2 separate regions of the Muntiacus reevesi genome follow, and region 2 is linked to region 1. Evidence: chromatin contacts called from public Hi-C data. All regions are on one chromosome and are shown on one strand. Each heading gives the region's core, a stretch centred on a gene start, on an enhancer-like site or on the middle of the called end of the contact. The rest is flanking DNA. Distances are from core to core; before and after follow the strand shown.

Region 1 (6,430 bases), core at 2,677-5,176:
TACCACTGGTTTAAAATGTTGTAATTATTACAGCATAGAGTTCGTCAAAAGATAACTAGTATATATACTGATGTGTGTGTGTGCACTCTTAAGTCACTTCAGTTGTGTGCCACTCTTTGTGACCCTATGGACGGTAGCCCACCAGGCTCCTCTGTCCACGGGATTCTCCAGGCAAGAATACTGGAGTGAGTTGCCAGGCCCTCCTCCAGAGGATATTCCCTGCCCAGGGTTTGAACCTGTGTCTCTTACACCTCCAGCATTGGCAGATAGATTCTTTACCACTAGCACCACCTGGGAAACCCTACATATGCTGATATTAAACATAAAAGTTACAGTTTATTGGAAATGCAGCTCTTGAGGAGATGGAAAATGTCTTCATTAAAAGGAAGTGTTCCCTAACACTATAGCTGCATGTATTTTAAATTATCCTTTTGTACCATGGAGAGTTTTTCAATTGGGACATTACCTTGGTAAGATTCCAGGCAAGTAGGCGGTATGCCTTCCTAATTTAAGGCAGAAATGCTACTCTGAAGGGGGAGGTGGGCAAATAGAACCAAGAGGAAGTTTCCATCACAGGCTTCAGGCATTACCAATTTTAGGAAAGGATACACGTGGAATTTAATGATCTACAAATTGATTCATTAATATCACTTGTGCCCAAATACTCCTCAGAAAATCTTTATTTCTTCCCTGGAAGGCATATATCCCAGTGTGCAAAGTAGAGAAATTCTTGCAACTGTGTACCAGAAGATATATATATAAAAATCTTCAAAACAGCAAAACCTAGAAACAACCGAAATGTTTATCAATAGAAGAATGCATACACTGTGTTATATTCTCCAACAGAATATTACACAGCCATGAAAATTAATGACATGTCTATCTGAATATCAGTGACTCTCAAAAACGTAACATTGAGTGAAATAAGCCAGCCCAACAAACTGTATCCAGTATTCTTTTTTTTAAATTCAAAAACAATAGAAACCACACAATATACTGTTGAGAGATATACACATATTTGATAAAAGTATTTTTAAAATACAAGGAATGACACACAATTCAATAGTAGTCACCCTGGGGATGGTAACATTCAAAATCATCATTTTGATTCTTGGATTGAGTGGTGGGTTGAGAGGCATTCATTTTACTGTCTTGCTTCACAACTTGCATATATGTCACATATATTTTGAAAGCATTAAGTATAAGTAGTACATTAAAGAGGAAAAAAGATTTTTAAAAATCCATTCATCATATGCAAAAAAGTAATTAAACCACCTCACCTGCCACTAGAGAGGTACATCTAACATACCATGGAAATCTTTATCTTACATCAACCACAGGAAGTACATTAGGTACAAAATAAATGTTCACTGCAATTAACTTTATGAGAACCGAATGAGATATAAGCTTGAGTCAGCTGTGAGAGAGGAACCCATAGGCTTCACGCAGGGCTAGAGCAGAAGCCAAGGTAAGCAAATTTAGCTGCAAGTTAAAGTTATAAGCAAGCTGGTCAGTAAAGAAAAGGCAAAAATGTAAGTCAGGTAACATAAAGAGTTTAACAAGAGTGTGAGGAAATGGGTGTCTTCACTCAATACCAGTCAGAGTGATGAGTTAGTGCAACCACTTTGAGAGCCTCCCTGATATTTGGTTACATTGAAGATGCATATATCCTACTAGGCAGCAAAATCCACTACTTGGTGTATGTTCTCAAGAAATTTCCAAACGTGTGCACAAAGCAGATAAATACAAAGATGTTCAAGGCAGGACTGTTTTTAGAGTAAAAAACCTTCAAAGTCCATCAGTAGCAAAACGGATAAGTAAATTATGGTATATTCATACAATGGAATTCTATACCAGCAATTAAAATGAACCAAACACAATTACCCAATTTATTCACATGTAAATCTGAAAATGTGATGCTGATCAAAAAAGGCAAGTTGCAAAAAGACACATATTGTTTAATAACATTAAAGTTTAAAATACACAACACTATATATTTATCGATTCACCGGGATCAAAGTATAAAATATGCAAGCAGATATACACAAACCTAAACACGGTGACTACCTCTAGGAAAGGAGGGGCGGAAATGAGAGCACCTCCACATTTTGCAATTTTAGTTCTTTTAAATTAAAAAGAGGATCTGAAGTAAATTCGGCAAAATACATCTGCAAATCTTAGTCATGAATTGGTTAGATTCCACTCTGTATTCTATGTGTGAAATCTTCCAGAAATTTAAAAGAAACAAAATCCCAGAAAATTAGGCAGGAGTAAGAAAATTGAGCAAATGAACAGGGAGAAACAGAGACCAAAAACGCAGCCCTTGAGCGCAGAGCACGAACCTTTGAGCAAGAGGAGCAGCTGGTTTTCTAACGTGTTTGAAGCTTCCTTCCCTTGTAATAAATCCCATCACCCTTAGGATAAAACGCAAATTTCCTGCAATACAAAATGTACCTAACCAGAGCTGTAATTATGAGAAAATTGCTCCCAAAGGAGGACTGAAACCTGTAAGCTGTCTACCTTGTTTCCATCGCCAGGACGCTGGGCAAAAACTAAAAAAGGTAATTTATGTGAATGCCACGAAACACTTACGTGAACCATTAAGTATCATCAAGAACGCCTAGGATTGGCTAGAATGTATTTGCCCAGCTGTCGCGTATATATACATTTTGGAAGGAGTCTGCCATCGGAGATCTTTGGGCATCTTAGGAGGCCTCTAAAAACGGTACGCCACATGGGTACCAAATAACATTCACCTACGCCTTAGCTCCATTTTTGGCCCCCGGCCCCCTTATTCCGTCCCCAGAACAGGCTGACTCGACCGGTCACACTGGACATCCTAAACACTACCCAGCAGCTAGCCGGACCCGCGGCTGTCCCCGCCTCTTCCCATTAGCGATGAGGGGTGGAGGAGAGGATGCTCCGAAGAGGCGCAGCGAGCACTGCGTTCAGGTCTCCCTCCCCCGACCCCCTCCCCACAACTCGGCAGCCATTCTCTCGAAAACAGGTGGCGCATTTGTAAAGAACGCAACACAGGAGGAGGGGGACGTGCAAGAACGTTCACCAACACTCTCGAACAAAAGCCCGCACCCCGGAGAACACGCACTCGTTAGGACCCAGGCGCGCGGGGACACGCGAGGACGCACCCCCTACGAGGACGCTGCTGCAAGGGGGTGGGTCACGACTGCAGGCGCGCGTTCACGCGCGCGCGGGCGGGCGAGCACCCCAAGAGAGGAGCTGACACCAAGGTGGGGTGGGGGGCGAGCACCCCCAAGAGAGGCTGTGACACCAAGGCGGAGGGGGCACCCACACAGCCGGGGCGCCCACGCCCTGGCCGGGAAGAATCTGCGCTGACACAAAGGGGCCGGGAGGGGAGACACCTCGCATGTCCACGCGCGCTCGGGCCGGCGGACCCCCCCAATGCTAGCGGGGGTGTCACCCGCGCACCGACGGCGACGAGGGCGGCCGGGGGACGCGTACACACACACGGGCTTCTCCCACCTTCTCACAGGAGCCCCGAGGGACCCACACTTGCAGAACAGGGAAACCAGACAAAAGAGACACACCTACTGGGACCGACGACACCGGCCACACACACCACACACACACACCTCGAACCGACACCATCCCCCCGCCCCATACACACACTGCAGGCACCACAGCCAACGACGCGCACACACCCACACTCACCACACACCCACTGAGGGGGTGTGGAGGGCCCCTCGCCCCGGGCATCTCGGCTGCTGCGCGACAAGCTGACACATCCGGCAGCCCCGCCGCGCGCCAGGTGTGCACTCACCGGGGCTCGCAGCCCGCGAGCCTCGGACGCTGGCAGCCGCCGCCGCCGCCTCCGCCTCTTCAGGACCTCCACGTCAGCCGGCGGGCGGGTGGGCGCGAGCGGCACGGCGGCGGCTGAGGGGGCGGGAGGACGTGTGTCACGTGAGCCGCACCGCACATGCGCCGTCGCGCACGCCACGCCACGCCCCCCGCCGCGAGCCAGGCGATTTCCTGCTCGCCCCCGCGCTCTCGAGCGGCTGACTGACCCGAGTCGAGGTGCGCCTGCGCGCGGGCGGGGTTGCCGTGGCGACCGGGCGGTTCGCAGTTTGTCCTCTCTCGCCCTCCTGCGGATCCCCTGGTCTGCGCCTGCGCCGAGGCCTCGGCCCTCAGGTGGCCGAAGGTGCTGCGGGGGGAGTCAGCGCTTGAAGGACCCAAGGTCGAGGGCCACCCCGCAACCCGGGGGGTAACTCGAGTGAGAAAATTGACCTACGAGAGGGCAGGGCCCAGTTCTGGGTGTCGAGGCCGAGGCGGGAGGGCTCTTGCGCGCGGGCCCCCCATCCCTCCTTGCCCTTTCTTCCCTGTTCTCGCGGAGGCGAAGCCTGCACAGTTGGGCTGGCGTTCAGGTTCCCCCCCCTCCCCCCATCCGCGGCTCTCCCTTTGCCTCCCCACACGTTTCACTGCAGGGCGTGCAAGCGCTAGCGCGTGTGCTTGTGTGCGCGCGCACGTGAGGTCGGGGGTGCTGGTTGCTCGTGCAGGCAACGTTTGGGTGTTTCTGTGCCCGTGTGCAAGCAGGTGTGTGTCGGAGGTCAGTGCGCCGGTGTCACCTGTTTGGTTTACTAGAGAAACGCAGAGGCTGTGCCCGTAGCAAAACGGTGAGATTATAATAGACCCATAGTGAAAATGATTGGATCACTGACAGATGACTTGCTTTTGTTTTCCCCCACAGAATATCTAAAGCCACGGGGAAAATGGTGGAAAATTCACCGTCGCCATTGCCAGAAAGAGCGATTTATGGCTTTGTTCTTTTCTTAAGCTCCCAATTTGGTTTCAGTAAGTACTTTCCTGATGAATGGCCAGGGCCTTTCTCTGAAGTTCAAGGACAAGGAAATTATTCTGTTTGTTAGTAGAATGTGCACACAGGAACTGTGATTGTTTCTGCCTTTGTCTCTTTTTGAGAAAACCTGAAGAGAACTCTTGTCTTTTCAGAGTGTTCTGTATTCCAGACGTGAGCCTGAAAGATTTAATCTCAACAAATCTTTAAAAATGCCTCACCAGGTAGGATTGCAGAGGAAATGAAACCTGATCCTTGCCCTTAAGAAGGTCTTGGTTTTGTGGACAAGACAGAAGATTAAATCTCAGTTAATACACTGTGATACGTGCCATGGGAACCTAGTGAAGAGATAAATCAAAATGGAAATTCAGGGAATTCCCTGGCGATTCAGTGGTTAGGACTCGAGCTCTCACTGCCAAGGCTCAGGTTCGATTTCTAGTCATCGAACTAAGATCCCACAAGGCTCTGAAGCAGTGCAGCCAAAAAAAGAAAGAGTTAATTTTTCTCCCAGGGACTTTATCTTCAGCAGTAAGAAGGAAGAAGTGGGAAGGCCTTGAAGGGACGCATGGTGAGGTTTGGAAAGGAGTAATCTGATATGGCCCCAGTGCAGCTGTGGAAGCTTGGGAGGAACAGGAATCGCTCCAGAAGTCAGCTGCACTTTACATCCTGGATCTCAGTCAGTCCCCATATGGTCCCATTTTACAGATAAGAAAGCTTGTTCACTGACACACCATATTCCCAGAGTAGTATAGCAGTCCTCATGTCTCTCCCTAGAAGGATTTGAGAATTAGGGAGAAAAGTGACTAAAAAGTCTCAAAACTTTTTAGAATTTTGTGGAAACCAGGGAGATGGAGTGGCAGTGCTTATGAACCCTAACTGCATCTGTATAGCCAACCAAGCTATGGCTAGGACAGTCTCTGAAGTAGTTATAGCTTGAGTCCAAATCCTGACTCCTCCACAGATTTGCTTTGTGGAGGACTATTTGCGTCTTCGATTCTTCAGAGGCTTCATCTGTGGAAGGGTGGTCATGTCTATCAAAAGCTAAGGAAGCATAACACAGTCCTGTGAGATAGAAATTGTCATTACTGTCCTCATTTGCAGATGAGAATATTGAGCACACGGGGCTTAAATAATGTGCCTAAAGTCACACTGTTGATAAAAGATAAAGTTAGAATATCCACCCCGGCACACTGGGTTGATGTCACTGTGCTGCTTCTTTATGTCTGTTGTAAAGATAAGTTGCCATCATTTATGCAGAGCACTTAAAAGAATGTGAGGCGTAGGAACAGTAAGTAGAGGTTTCCCCTGCAAAACTGGAGGTGGCTTGGATGGTAAAGAATCTGCCTGCAATGCAGGAAACCTGGGTTCGATCCCTGGGTCAAGAAGATCCCTTGGAGAAGGGAATGGCTTACCCACTGCAGTATTCTTGCCTGGAGAATTCCATGGACAGAGGAGCCTGGTGGACAAAGAGTCAGACACAACTGAGCAACTTTCAGACACACGCATTCTCACGAAACCTTTGAGAGCCGGAATGGTATAAAATGAAGGGCACATTTGCTAATGCACAAAAGTTGAGCCTAAGCACTCAATTTGATAAAGATA
Region 2 (7,312 bases), core at 4,377-6,876, 170 kb before region 1:
CCAAAATAAAAAGAAGATGGTATTTTTATTGGCATTGCTTTAAAATTGTAAATTAAGTAGAAGAAAATTATGCTGAACCTTCCTCTTCAAGCCCATGATGTTTTTTCTTCCTTCAAATCTACTGGTAAACCTTTTGCAAGATATTACTGGTTTTCCTCACATAGATTTTTCATATTTTTTAAATGTATATGCCCAACTTGTTTTATCATTTCCTGAGCTCTTTAATCCTGATATGGCTTTTTGGAGAGGATGGGATAAGAGGACTCATGGGGAAGATAGCAAAATCTAAATAAATTTTTCTTATAAATATCAAGTCATTTAGCCTAATATCATTTACTGAATAATCCTCTGGTCTCTACAGATCTGTGATACCTCTTCTACCATATATTAAAATATTATATACTAATAGAGTATGTGATATAATAATATTATATACTAATATATTGGGATCCATTCTGAGCTATCCTGTCCAATAGATCTTATGACAGAATGATGTGGGTTGTTTTTTTTTTTTTTTGAATGATGTGGTTTTAACTCTTATAGCTTTATTATGTTTTGTGCTAAGTAGGGCTCTTTTCCCAAAATTCATAGGTTCATTATATCTCCTCATTAAAAATTGTATTGAGAGGAATGAATTAAACCTAAAATTTAGTTTTTATAAGACTGGACATTTTAAAGTATTTAGATTTCCTATTCAGAAATACTATACATCTCTCCATTTTTCAAAATACATATATCTTAATTCAGCCTTATAGCTTTTATTCATGTAACTCAAGTGTATATTACATTTCAAGTATTTTAGATTCTTATTGCTATTGAGAATATAATCCCTATTTTCATTTTATTATCTAACTGGTTATTGCTGTTAAGTAGAAATGCTTATTGATTTTTGAATATATAGCTGTTTGAAAATTTACAGGCACAACATATAAATGGCAAAAAAAGTGACAGCTTCCATTTCTCTATAAATTAACCCAGTTTAGCTCTCTAGCAATCATTTCTACTGAGGATGGGAAAAAAAATCAGTCTCACTATTCAGCTGGAACTCAACTTACAGTGTCTTGCCTTCTCCCTTCACATTCTCATCTCCCTCTTGCGTTCCTGCTGAAGTCTTCTCCCTGGGATGAAAGAGGCATGGGTTCAAAAACACCCTGTACCCATAAAACCAGAAATACAGATCACTGGAACAGGAGAGCAAGTCCAGAAATAAACCCACACATCTAATCTATGACAAAGGAAACAAGAACACACAACGGAGAAGACAGGCTCTTCAATAAGCGCTGCTGGGAAAGCTGGACAGCTACACGTAAAAGAGTGAAATTAGAGGCTTCCCTGGTGGCTCCGTGGTAAAGAATCTGTCTGCCAATGCAGGACACTCGGGTTCGATCCCTGAGTCTGGGAAAATCCCACATGCCACAGAGCAACTAAATCCAAGCACCACAACTACTGAGCCTGTGCTGTAGAGTCTGGGAGCCACAGCGACTGAGCCTGAGCACCCTAGAGCCTGTGCTCCACAACAAAAGAAGCCCCCAAAATGAGAAACACCTTGTCACACACCAGCAGAAATGAGACCCTGCTTGTCACAACTAGAGAAAAGCCCACACAGCTACAAAGTAAAATAAATTAAAAAAATTTTTTTAAGTGTTTAAAAAAAGAAGAGTGAAATTAGAAGACTCCCTAACATTATACATAAAAAGAAACTCAAAATGGATTAAAGACCTAAATGTATGGCTGGATACTACAAAACTTACAGAAGAAAACATGGGCAGGACACTCTGACATAAATTGCAGCAAGATCTTTTTTGACCCACCTTCTAAGAGTAATGAAAACAAAACCAAAAAATGAACAAATGGGACCTAATTAAACTTAAAAATCTTTTGCACAGCAAAGGAAACCATAAACAAAATGAAAAAGATAACTCTCAGGATTCGAGAAAATACTTGCAAATGAAGCAACTGATAAGGGATTTATCTCCAAAACATACAAACAGCTCATACAGCTCCATATTGAAAAAGCAAACAACCCAATAAAGAGTCTTAACCACTCTACCACCAGGAAAGTTCCAATAACCCTAAATATTTTTGTGGTATACATACTTTTTTTTTACTAAAAAAACTTTCCAGGTGGCACAGTGGTAAAGAATTCACCTGCCAATGCAGGAGATGCAGGAGCCACAGGTTCAGTGCCTGGGTGGGGAAGATCCCCTGGAGGAGCACATGGTAACTCACTCCAGCATTTCTGCCTGGCGGGCTACAGTCCATGGTGTCACAGAGTCAAAGGTAGAGCCTAATTCCCCTTCCTTCTAGTATGGGCTGGAATTAGCGACTCTCTTCTAGCGGACAGAAGAAACGTGAATGACAGAAGTCAGGCCACACAAGCCACTCTGGCTCACTGCTTGCTCTCCCAGTTCTCACCTGTTCTGGGAGAAGTCAGCTGTGTGGGGTCCCTAGCTGCCTATGAAGAGTCCTACCTGATGAGGCCTCCAGCCCACAGCCACGTGAGGGAGCCATCTTGGATCTTCCAGCTTTAGTCAAGTCTTCGGATGACTGTGGCCCTGACATCACGACTTCTACTACCTGAGACCTTAAGCCAGAAAAATCCAATGAAGCTGCTCCTAAGTTCACGACCCAATTTAAACTACTAACTGTTGCGGTAATTTGTTATGTACAGTAGATATTAATATAGGGAGCTTTGGAGCTGCAATTGTCCCAAACTGGGGTGAGGGAAAGAGGTCTTTATACCCTAAATTGACTAGTCTTTACATATGGGCTGTCCCCGCCACCATCCAAGGGACCACAACTTTGGGAAAAGCAGTTTTCTCCAACTGACAGTAAGTATTGAAGAGTGACTTAAATGAGAGATGCTGAAAGCAATACTCCAAGTCAGGGAACATGTCCTTCAGTCCTGAAAGAAGGGTCTGAACAGAGCATCACAGCATCCACTAAAAGATGTTCAGTGAGCCCTCTCCTCTAGTCCCAGAGAGGCACTAAAGTCACGGCTGAAAACAACACCTTAGCCCATCTTCTAACAAAAGATGCCACAATCGGAGACAGGCACGTTCCCCAGGGATTAATAAAAGCTTCAGATCTGGCCCAGCTTCCATGAAACACTTTCTCAATCCTCTCTGTAGTTTATATAGGAAGGCAGGGGAAGGAATCAAAGGAGGTGGCTGTCCTTGTGGAGCACACAGAGTCTCTGGTGGGAAGAGATGTAATGGGGGAGGCTGTAAGATAACCTCTCCTTGATACCAGTAGGGGCTCCTGGCAGGAGAGGCGGGTGTTCCACTCCCTACTTGCAAACCTGTCTAGGCAGCATTCTTGCTGATTAATTTGTCTGTATTTCAAAAGGCAGGAAGACGATTGAAGGGAGATGGCAGGGTGGAAACCAGAGACCGCGGGGCAGCTTCCAGTCTGGTCCTTTTGTGTGGCAAGGATGTGTGTTTCTCAAGAGTCAGGGGGACTCAGTGGCAGATAAATGGTCTCTGGCTGCCTTGCTGGACCCTCACCCAGAAGACTGGTATCCTGCTGGGAGTTGGCAGTGGGGTGATGGTCAAGATCAAGCTGGAAGTAGATCTTCCATGAAATCATACAGAGAGGACAAGGCCCTTCAGGCCTTCCCATATGTGTTATCCAAAGGGCCAGTTATTCAGAGAAGCAGGGATCCACTAAAAAATAACTCTAGCAGTGGAAGATTAGATATTTGCCTCAACAGAAAAGCCAGGCTTTGAAGAGATGCTAAGGAAGTGTCTGAGAGTCAGAACCATGACTTGTACCTTTATACCCTCAGAATCTAAGGTCCCACTCAAGCCGGGAGATTGGCACTTTGACAGGGTCTGATGTTCAGTAACTGAAACCGACCAGAAGGTCACGGTGTCACCCAAGGGGTGCTTAAGGGATAGAAGAGGTTCAAAAGAGCAGTGACTGGAGGAAAAAAAATGGACTGTTCTTTTCGGAAGCCATCACATTGAGAGCAGTTCAACAAACTGATTATACTGATAACTGCTGGAGCTAGAGCACTTCGCAGTGCAGCAGGGTTGGGAGAAGATTGTGTACAACCCACACAGACGAGTGAAACACAGTACACTTGTCTTCTGTGAACCAGAAATGTTGGGTTGCGCAACAACTATAAAGCAGGTTTGCTGAAGCAAACAAGTCTAGAATGTGTATCTTTTGTTTGTTTTCCTGTACTGTCTACTGGGATTAACACTTTACCATTTGGAAATGCTGGGTGAGACTGGCAGAGAAGGTCCCACTTCTTGAATTGCAAATAGACTAGACAGTGATTACTAAGTCCCTAATGAATTGTTTTTAGAATTGCTGAGTTTGAGCTGCCGGGGAAGTTACCCCAGACCGCAACGGAAGCCCTGGGGGGCAGAGAGGAGCTGGAAACTGAGATCTGAATATTGGGAAATACCTGTTATCAACCTTCAAAAGCAACTGTAGCTATAGCACCGTCACGGTTGTCCTAGAAAACACCTTACAGTCTCATAAGTTAAGTACTCGTGAGAGTCAGGAAACCGTTTTACAGGAAAATTCTCACATGATCCTGAAAGTAACGTACTTTTAAGAAAAAAAGAAAATCGGAATCGAAGAATCTTAAAAATCAAAAGCACTCCTTCGCTGTATTAAGTCAGGGACCAAAACAGTTAAAAATATGCCTGTCTTATTAGAAAGCCCCCTGTTTAAAACCTTGGAATTTTATGTCAATAAACGTAGTCGGCTGTTCTGCCTGGAGGCAGTCCTTCCGGAAAGTCATACGTTTCTTGTGTCCAGGTGAGGGGGCTCGCTGAGAATGAAAAAATTAGGCAGGTCCCTCTCAGCTTCGAGGTTATACATTTCCACGCACCGCCGAGACGCGCGGCCTGCGAGCCGCGCCTCGTCATACTCTGCGCACTAATATGAATATTCAACGCCTCGTCCAGGGCGCGCGTCGCTGGAGTACCCACAAGCCCCCGCGGCCCGGCGGGGCGGGGCCGGGCCGCCAGCGCTCCCTGAAGACCTCGGTGGCCGCCGGCGGGGTGGAAGCCCGCCAATCAGCGCTTTGCAGGCTGGGAGCGCGGGGCTGTGGAAAGGGCAAGGAGGACCGCCTCGTCGAGGATGGACACAAGGCCTGTGTCCTCAGCGCCGCCGGAAGAAAGCGGGGGGTGGGGGGAACTAGAGGCAACTAGAGGAAAGGATTAGAAGAGAAGGCAGTCTCCATTATCACCTCCTTAAAGGCAACGCGGTAGCATAGCTCCGCTTCGCGCCGCACAGCCTGACGGGAGCCTCAGCCTGCGGGTACGGGCTGCGCCCTCGGCGCGCCTCCGGCCCCGCCCCCTCCCGCGGGGCACGCCGGGAGAGCCGAGTTTACCTCCTCCCCCTGGTCAACGGGCGAGAAGAAGAGGTATTTCCGGCCTCAAGACTGGTCTTACGGAAGGGGTGGGGTTTCCTCGATCCCGCCCCTCTCGCCCGGGGGAGGCCGGGCCAAGAGTGACAGTCCTCGACCCGCGCTAAGGCCCGCCCCTGCGCCGGAAGGAAGAAGGATGGGGGGAGGGGGGAAGTCGTACAGACCGCGGGAGTGGGGGTCACGTGACGCAGCTGCGGGCGGGGAGAAGAAAGGGGTGGGGCCCCGGGAGGAGGGGCGGGGCGAGCCCTCCTCGCCGTTCGGTCACGCGCGGCAGGAAGTGGTGCGCCAGGCGGAGTATTCGCGATGGGGACCACCCTGGACATTAAGATTAAAAGAGCGAACAAGGTTTATCACGCTGGGGTAAGTTGGGGGGTGGGCGGGCCTGCAGGTTCTGTGGTCTCCCCGGGTCTGGCACACTTCTGAGTTTTCCTGGGCGGGTGCGTCCGGGTCAGGTGGGAGCAGCCAGGTGCATCCCCCGCCAGGTGCGTCCCCCGCCAGGTGCGTCTCGCCTGCACGGCTGACTGCTCTGCAACGGCGTCCGCCGGGGTCGCCGCCGCGGCTGGGGGGCGTGTAGGGCGCCTGGACTGCAGCGCTTAACCGTCTGGCCCCTTGGACATCCAGCCCGGCTGGGGGCTTGAGCGGTGACTTAGCACTGCGGTCGGAGGAGCTCGACCAGCAGACGCTCGGTTCCTCGCTAGTAAGAGGAATGCAAAGGTCTAGGGCCAGAAAGGCAGATGTAACCATGGAAGCAGAAATACACCGTAGGCCATACAAAAGTTTCTCGTTTCTCTGATTTTGGGGACCGAAGGAATTGCATGTTAAAATGCGAATTAAAAAAAAAAATCTTAACGATGCCATGAACAAGTTTTGTGCCACTGGCCACTTTATCTCCTCGGGCGCCAGTTTGCATGTTTGCCAAAGGAAAATGCAAGGTTTTTCTCCCTCTAAGTCGGGCAATCTCAGCCCTTACTGTAACTAAATCAGAATCCATCGCCCTGGCAATTTACACTGACCGGAGTCTCAGTCAGTGTAATCACAGACCCGTGTGATTCTGGCCCCTGTGCAGCCAGGGTTGAAATCGCAGCCACCTCTGAGAGAGTGTGGAATAAAACTGAGAGGAGTGGCTGGTCAGGTGAATGCAGCGAGGGCTCAAAAGGGATGCTTAAATTCTTTGGGGGCAAGACCATTAAGGAAACCTCACGTTTACACAGATGCAAGATAATTTGGTCATCTCTAGATTATTAATTACAAAGGGGAAAAGCTACGTTTATAGTGCAGGAATCTTACAGTCCCTGTCCTAACCGAGACCAGCGGTGATACCACCATACCGCCATAATTGACACATTATCGGACTGTAATAGAGGATTCTGGTAGGAAGCACGGAAGACACAGCTCAGCTCTGTGGTGTTCCTGCCCAAGCTGTGTCACTTTACTCGGTTCATAGGGAAACAGGCGTATTCAAAACTGAGGAACATTCTGTGCATTTATTGGCCTGGATTCTTCAAATATGTCAGTGTCATTAAAAAGACAGGACAACTTTTTTTTAAGATTGAAGAGATGACAGGGATATAACAACCAAATGTGATAGCTAATTTTTGATAAATTTGAATATGGGGTATATGTTAAATAAGAGCTTTAAATTCCCCCAGTCTGATGTTCATATTTCGGTTATGTGGGTGAATGCTCTACATGCTGAAGTATTTAGGAGTGAAGTGTAATAATAACTAAATTTTAAATGGCCTGGTCATAACTTGTGTGTGTGCATGTGGGGAGAAAGAAAGCAACAGCGCCAACATATTAACAGTTGCTGACTCTGCTTGAAAGTCTTATGGGTCTAATTTAATGCCTTTTTAAAAAAAGCTTTATTGAGAACTAATACCATAAAATTCACTCTTTTCGAGTGTATAATTCAATGGTTTTAGTATA

Evidence for each region. Hi-C and Micro-C count contacts between places; a contact is called where the count stands out from the background.
Region 2: a contact with region 1 is called in a Hi-C map of muscle, with 5 times the contacts expected there. The contact joins the promoter of VPS26C here to the promoter of TTC3 in region 1. A contact is called at or near these places in 2 of 3 Hi-C or Micro-C datasets (blood and muscle).

What each region holds. Positions count from the first base shown.
Region 1 is chr8:28,693,834-28,700,263 of mMunRee1.1, reverse strand. It overlaps TTC3 (tetratricopeptide repeat domain 3), which reads right to left and starts at 3,926. Exons shown (of 46, transcript XM_065943337.1): 1 at 3,800-3,926. It overlaps PIGP (phosphatidylinositol glycan anchor biosynthesis class P), which reads left to right and starts at 4,096. Exons shown (of 5, transcript XM_065942822.1): 1 at 4,096-4,249; 2 at 4,724-4,827. The coding sequence starts at 4,746.
Region 2 is chr8:28,866,082-28,873,393 of mMunRee1.1, reverse strand. VPS26C (VPS26 endosomal protein sorting factor C) reads left to right here and starts at 5,626. Exons shown (of 8, transcript XM_065943119.1): 1 at 5,626-5,746. The coding sequence starts at 5,690. LOC136173670 (a long non-coding RNA gene) reads right to left here and starts at 2,523. Exons shown (of 3, transcript XR_010664262.1): 1 at 2,472-2,523; 2 at 1,056-1,118.